Linked DNA regions of Mus musculus: region 2 is linked to region 1. The links are chromatin contacts, called in public Hi-C maps. All regions are on one chromosome and are shown on one strand. The core of a region is the stretch at or near the end of the contact, and the rest is flanking DNA. Distances in the headings are between cores, read along the strand shown.

Region 1 (3,709 bases), core at 679-3,178:
CTGCTTTTCAGATTAAAAACATACCAAGTCCAAGGGAGGCCTCCCAGGAGTATACCCAGTGGAGAGTGTCAATCAATACCCCAGCCTCAACAACATACACACACCCCCCAAAAAAGGGGCCTCCATTCCCTTTACCAACTCACTAACTATGCAGGTAGAATACATCCCCTGCCCCTCCAGAGACCCAACAATCTCATCTGTTTTGTGGGTGTGTGCTTCCTTCCAGGCAAAGCCAGGTTTTTTTTTTCAAGTTTATTTCTTTATTGTAAAATAAAACATTTTGGTTGTAAAATACTGGGAAGATCCAAAAAAATGCACAAGAGAAAATACTATTGCCCATAACCCTCTCTCCCAGACATTCCGAGATAACCATAATATTTTGATGTATTTCTTCTAACATTTCTCCCATGACTCCATATTTTCAAGGAAATGTATAACACGTATTTATCAAAAATGTTAACAGAGTTGTCACAAGGGAGGGGAAAGAAGTGTCATTTGGCGTGCCGTTTACACTTGGCAGCTTCTGCAGCTGTAGCTGGGGTCACGTCCCTGTGACTCTACCCATTTGTCTCTCTTAGAGTGGAATCGGGTGTCATAATTGCCAAATGTAGTGGGATTGATTGACCCCCAGCACAAACTCCATTTGCCAACTAGCCGATGAGAAGCCTGGCCTAGGATGCCCAAGGAAGGGGGACTCTGGGAGAGTGACACCTCTCCAGTGTGAGGTAGCCAGCAGGCTGGGTGGAGCCCAGGGAACCCATGCTTCTAACTTCACCGGCCACAGAAGGGTACCTGGTCCCTGGAGCCCATTTTCAGTGACAAGAAGTTAAGGAACAGACCTGTATCCTTTCCTTCTATGCATAGATAGATAGTAATGTCCTGCAGTGGGCGGGTACTCAGTAGGTGCCTGGGCAGAGTGAGAAGAGCTGCCAGTCAAAGGCTAAATGCTAATAGACTCAGCCTTACAGGCCAGCTTTATGCTCAGCAACTAGCCTCAGCGATGTTTTTTTCTGACTCCATCACACACACACCCAGACCAGCTTCTTCCAGAGTGACTTCTTATACAGCACACTGCTCTAATGTGCTTTAAAAGATGGACATACTCTGGGCTCCCTTCCTCCCTTCAAGGTTTAACTGTCACATAAACCTGCCATTGACCTGCGTTGTTTTCCTGCCTGTCTTTTTTCCCTTTATTCAGACAAAAAGAAAGTGGTGTGGCGGTAAGTAGCTGTGTATAATAGGGTTGCCACCTCCTTCCTTTATCTTATCCTAAAACCAACCCTATCTAATAGTAACCGACTCTACAGAAATAGTGAGGGGTCGGGAGCCCAGCAGTAAGGAAAGGCAGGGTCTAGAGCCCCTAGGTTTGCATACAACTGTGGTGCCAGTACCCGAAAGGTTTTGGGGCGGGGCATTCTAAGACTGTTCTCTGCCCTGACTCCTCCCACAAGCCTGTCTCCCCTCCCCGCCCCGCTTCCCACCCTCCCAGCCCCCAGCCTCCTAATGCCCCCAACCTCTCTCTTCCCCACCCACCCACCCCACCCCCGCAATCCTTGGCTTTTAAAGCATGCCTGTGAAACACCTTCCTAGAAGGTCACTTCTAGACACCAGTTGGTTTCTGTGCAAGACTTGAATATGGGATCCCCTTGAGGTGGGAGTGAAAAAATAAAACAGAAAGATCTCCTTAGCTTTTGGATTTTTAATCAGAAGAACACGCAGGGCTTGAGGGAAAATGATTTCTTCAGGGGGGTATAAATGGGAAGAGATGCTTAGAGTCAGTGACAGCCTGTTTTAATTTATAATTCTGCCTCTGTGTGAAATGCACAGAGAATCAGGGGGGAGAGAGTAATAACTCACTACAGTGCTGTCACAACCAGGAAGCACGAGGGCCCTCATCCGCCACCACTGCCAAGAAGGCTGAGACACAGGAAGGACATGCAGAGCGGTGGGTCTCTTAGAGAGCTTCTCTCCCACGCGGAGGTAGAAAGCCGCTGCTTTCTCATAGCTAGGCCTGGAGCTGCTGCGGGGACGGGGATGGCTGTAAGAAAAGCCTAGAGGAGAATGCCCCACCAGTTCTCCTGCCTGAGAACCCCGCCTAGAGCCAATCATTCTCAAAGGAAGCTGGAGGAAGTGGATTCTCTTTCCTCTCCTCTGGGAGACACCCGGGAAATGTAGAGCGTAGAAAGCGGATATAAAAGAAAGGGTCATGGTCTCCCTGGCGGCTGAGAATCACAGGCCCCCTTGCTGCTGAATCTTTACATGCTATAGAGACCATTGTAACCCGGACTGTTTAAGCACGATTGCCCAGGTGACCTTACAGGAGTGAAACAGTCCCAAATATCAGCAACTTAAACCTGCATTTGCAGCCCCTGTCCAATGAGCACTGAGGTGGGTGGGGCCTCAGGCTGGCTGAAGCCCACTAGAGGAACAAGAGACCCCTACTACAGCAGAGGAAGGGAGATTGAAGAGTCTCAGACTAACGCCAATATGAGACACACCCAGCTTCCACTTAACTAACAATCTGCTCAGAACTCAGCACGTGGCTTCACTTCTCTGCCAGCCAAATGGGGCCAGTAGAAAAATTTGAACAATATCTGTCTATGCAGACAGGGATGATATGAGACTCAAACCAACCATGCCCAGTTAGAACTCCCTCGGCCATTGCGGATGTGTACCCCCTAGCTAATACATTGTCCTCTCTTCAAACATGCTCTTTGTGGATCAGAATTAAGAGTATAGAATTGAGACAATATGGGTCCCAGGGGGATGACAGTTGGCTGTTTGAATTTGTTTAGCATTTCTGAGCCTTTTTGTTATAGACAAGACTGAGCTATGAATTTATTATTACCATTTCACTTTAAATGAAGCATCATAGTCACTAACCAACACACACACACACACACAGAGTGGTGGGGGAGGGCAATCTTTTCACTGGGTGACCACCATGGATGAGAACAATGTGGCTAATGTTTGCCATTAGTGTACTGGTAATGATGATGCCCTGTGATCTCTCCACAGGTAAACTTCCTGCTGGATTTTACTGTAACTTTGAAAATGGCTTCTGTGGCTGGACCCAAAGTCCACTCTCACCCCATATGCCCCGGTGGCAAGTGAGGACCCTAAGAGATGCCCATTCCCAGGGCCACCAAGGTACTACCTCTCTTCCCTTCTCCCTGACGTTTACCCTGTGTCTAAGTAGACTGCAAGAGTCGTAGGACCCCCAACCCAGCACAACAAGGCATCTCCTCCCGTGCAGTATTCTGCTCAAGGCTTACCTGGGGTACTCACACCCAATCTCCTCTTTGTCCCTTCCTGAGCTCTAGAATTATTAAACATGTCCAATCTCAGTGTCACTTTAGTTATTAAGATATGGAGCTTTGATGAGAGAGTAGCTGAAAACCAGCATCAATTTTCAGGCCAAGTGAAACAGAGGAAAGACAAAAAAAAAGTAAGTGTCACTAAGAAGCATGTGGGCCCCACAATGACCTGGGGTCAGGATCGTGGTGAAGAAAAGGAAGGTCATGAGACTATTGGAAGACAAGGGCTGCCATGACTACCCATGAAGTGGGTCAGGAGAGTCCAGCCCTGGTTGAAGCTGATAACTTTGGGCATGGAATAGCCAGATACATGGTTCTGGGACCTCCTAGACAGTTTGGAAGGAAGGACTTAGCATGAGCCAGGGTTTGGTGGCAATCATGAATGGACTTCC
Region 2 (3,709 bases), core at 351-2,850, 190 kb before region 1:
TTGGCTTCCTCGTCTCCACTCACCTAGCTGTCCTGCCTCAGCATCTGGGACCCCTTCCTCTTCCCTGTAAGAGGAGCTATAAGAATGTGAGGACATTCTGGACAATTTCACCTGTCACCTTGCTCCAGACACAGTGTGTCACCTTCCATCACAGCCATGACCCACAAAGGGTCCCCTGGGGCAGGGAATAGAGCCTGAAACCGCTGTTCAGTCTTTCTCCTTATTAGGATAAGGCAGGTCTCAGGTCTGATCCATAGAATGATGGCAAATGCTACCCAGAAATACCAACACCACTGCACCGTCTGGCTAGATGTTGTCTTTAAGAAACCTCTGTGTGACCCTACCTCTGTGCTTCTGGCACTTTAAGTCCCCAAAGTCTTCATTGTAAGCGTGTGTGCCTAAAAGTCCTTTTGAGCTGTTGTGAAATAACATCCTACCATGCATAAATGAGAACAAAGGAAGAGAAACACACGTACTAAGAAATCCAACTTCCAGTTTACATGTTCTTGATTTTTTTGCATAATTTGGGGTGAATCACTGCCTTTAGACAAACAGGAGGAGAGAGGGATTAAGATTCATTCATGAATCAAGGCCGTCAAGGGTTTCCAAGAAACCAAGACTGAAATACTTATGTGGAAGAGAAAAAAAACAAAATGCTCTTTCCTCCCGGATTTCAGACTTTATATTCATTAAAAATCACGAGGGTAGGAGAGGCAGGATGCAATTGTACAAGTGAGTACAAAGAGCTTTCACGGATCTAATTTAGTCTTAAAACAGCCTCCGCCATGCTTGAGGGAGCCTTGTTCTCCTTAAGCCTTTCTACCTTGACTGGATTATTTTTTTTCCTTTTAAATAAGCTTCTTTTAATGTAAAAAAAAAAGTGGGACTGTGTGAGAGATGTTCCCACAGAAGATGAGGGAGCCAGTGAGGCTCAAGGGTCAAAGCCAAACTGTTAAATATGAGTGCGCACACAGTCTACTACGGGGCTACTTCTAAACACCCACAACAGTCAGTGTTCTTGAAGACTAGTAGCTTCCATTATGGGGAGGTCTGGACACTGTGGTCATGCTCCTCTGTGTGTGTGTGTGTGCGCGCGTGCTCGTGTGCGTGTGCACAGGGCACAGGCGAGTGTGTATGTGTGTATCCATGTGTCTCATTAACAACTGACCTTGAGTTTCCTACTTCCCGGCCTGTCTACAGGTGGCAGGGTGGCTGCATTCCTTATGTGTTCTTTCTCACCCTTTCTCCTTTCATTCAAACCATCTCTCAAACCACACTCACAGGGTAAGCTGGAACAGTGCTCTAATCATGTATCTCAGATGATACCCATGAGTGGGCACACTTACATAACACGGTACAGGGATGCTCAGTGTCTGCTGTACTTACGAATCCCCTGGGAATCCAGCCGGAATACACATACCGATTGAGGCGATCAGGGATGGGACTGACTCCCAGCTTCAGTGGCTGCTATTTTAGCCAGACCGTCTCAGGGCATTACCCGGGGAAATACCATCTCAGTACACACACAGATGTTAGCTGAGGCCCGACACCAGAACAACTAAGAGTCGAGCGTAACTTCCTTAATTCTTGCCACTGGCTGGGGGATGGTGCGATATTCTCATTAAAAAGCCAGCGAGGGGCAGCACAGTGGCTATTTCTCGGAGTACTCACCTCACCACCTTCTACTTCAGACTTCCTGTTTCGGCAAGCCCAGACATGCTCAGGACTCAGCTCTAAGCACACCCACAAAAGATGGGCAAGCATGTGAACGTGATCTTTAAATGCTCAACAGAACACAAAACAATTGTTGGAAATCCTCTCCATGGTTGCTTAGGAAAGCCACTGGACAGCCAAAATAGGTCACCATCATCAGTAGCCAGCAGGGTCCCAGAAGCCTGACTTGAGTGAACTTTATTGGCCATGGGGCTTAAGTGAAGAGAGGACTTGTAAGGTAGGTCATTCCTGCTGCAGTCCTTGCTTCTCTAGATGCTTGGAGTCAACTCCCTACCAGGTCTGTCAAATACTAAGCCTTCTAAAGCCCTGACCGCTGTCCACAGAAAGGACCATAAAAGTCCGACCCTGCTCCCAGTGGGTATGGCAAGCATTCTTTCTCTTCTTTTTATCTTTTTTTGTATCCCTTTATATTTTATTATTGTTGTTTTGACACAAGATCTCCTGTATCCTGTATCCCAAGTGGGACTCAAGCTCACTGTGTAGCTGGTCCCGATGCTCCTGCCTTCTGGGTGCTGAGATTACAGGTGTGTAGCATCATGCCTGGTTTACATAGAGCTGGGGATTGAGCCTATGGCTTGTGCATGAAAGGCCATTGGGTCTACAAACTCAGGTGCCTTCCCCGATTTTTATTGATATTTTTGAAATGATTCAAGATACATAATAAAATGACTCTCTCAGACATTGAGCACATCCATCTTGCTATGTCACCAGCAGCACGATATCCAGAACTTGTCCAGCATCCCAAACTGAAACTCCATGGCTATTACATCGTAATTCCTGAGTCCTCTCCCCATGGCCCTCAGCAACCACTCTAATTTCTGTCTATATAAATTAGACTATTCTAGGTACTTCCCATCACTGGAATCATGTACTATGTCCCCCTTTGTGACTGGCTTATTTAGTTTAGCATAAACTCAATAATACTGTAGGGTGTGGCATACATAATTCCTTTCATTTGATGACTGAGTAATGTTCCTCTTAATGCTACACTATTTGCTTTGTCCACTCGGATATTGACTGTTTGGGTTGCTTCTACCCTTTCTCTGGTTTGAATAATGTGTGACTATGAACATAGCTACATTACCCCTTTAAGATTCTGTTTTCCGTTTTCTTGGCTATGTACCCAGAAGAGAACTTTCTGGGTCAGATGGGATTCTATTTTGAACTTTTTAAGGCACCATCATATTGTTTTCAAAGCTGCTACATCATTTATTTTATACTTCCTCCAGCCGTAGGACATATGGATTCCAATGTCTCTACATCCACACACACACTCTGCCTTTAACTGTAAGCAGCTTCCTCATCTGTAGCTTAAGCCATTGCCCCTGGGTCTCTTCAGAAACAATATCCCAGCCTTCTTTGTCCCTTCCAAATCTCAACTTCTGAATCAAAGAGCCACCATTTCTAAAAAGTTGGATCTACCAGCCACTGACAAGTTCACTGTATCTGGCCCTGGGAACTACCAGCACTTTCCCGAGCAGTAAAAGCAATTGGCATTTGTTGTGACTTGTTTGATGGAATCAGATAAAGAAAAACGAGAAGCATGAAGAATCATGCAAAAAAAGGATTCAATAAGCAAAGGCTGATCCCTATTCTGAAAACTCTGTCTCTCTGTCTCTGTCTCTCTGTCTCTCTGTCTCTCTCTGTCTCTCTCTGTCTCTCTCTGTCTCCCTCTGTCTCTCTCTGTCTCTCTCTGTCTCTGCCTCTGTCTGTCTCTGTCTGTCTGTTGTCTGTCTCTGCCTCTGTCTCTGTCTGTCTCTGTCTCTCTGTCTCTGTCTCTGTCTCTGTCTCTGTCTCTGTCTCTCTCTCTCTCTCTGTGTGTGTGTGTGTGTGTGTGTGTGTGTGTGTGTGTGTGTGTGTAGAAAAGATGGAGTCCTATGGTCCCTAGAACACTACCTCTGCCTGCTGGTAGGCATCCTCATGGCCACAGTCACCTTGGAAAACCCTGACTCTGAAGATTATCTGGAAAGGAAGG

Evidence for each region. Hi-C and Micro-C count contacts between places; a contact is called where the count stands out from the background.
Region 2: a Hi-C map of CD4 T cells shows a contact between it and region 1, with 5 times the contacts expected there. The contact joins two enhancer-like sites. A contact is called at or near these places in 4 of 484 Hi-C or Micro-C datasets (CD4 T cells, cortical neurons, embryonic retina and 1 more).

Annotation. Positions count from the first base shown.
Region 1 is chr17:71,984,865-71,988,573 of GRCm38.p6, reverse strand. Alk (anaplastic lymphoma kinase) reads left to right here. Exons shown (of 29, transcript NM_007439.2): 7 at 3,019-3,150. Among named protein-coding and RNA genes, the nearest start is that of Gm41613, 140 kb to the left of the region's middle. Within about 2 kb of position 1,928, at least 37 of the 459 cell types and tissues checked have an H3K27ac peak or open chromatin away from gene starts, as enhancers often do.
Region 2 is chr17:72,177,797-72,181,505 of GRCm38.p6, reverse strand. The region is part of intron 4 of Alk (anaplastic lymphoma kinase); the gene reads left to right. Among named protein-coding and RNA genes, the nearest start is that of Gm41613, 50 kb to the right of the region's middle. Within about 2 kb of position 1,600, at least 20 of the 459 cell types and tissues checked have an H3K27ac peak or open chromatin away from gene starts, as enhancers often do.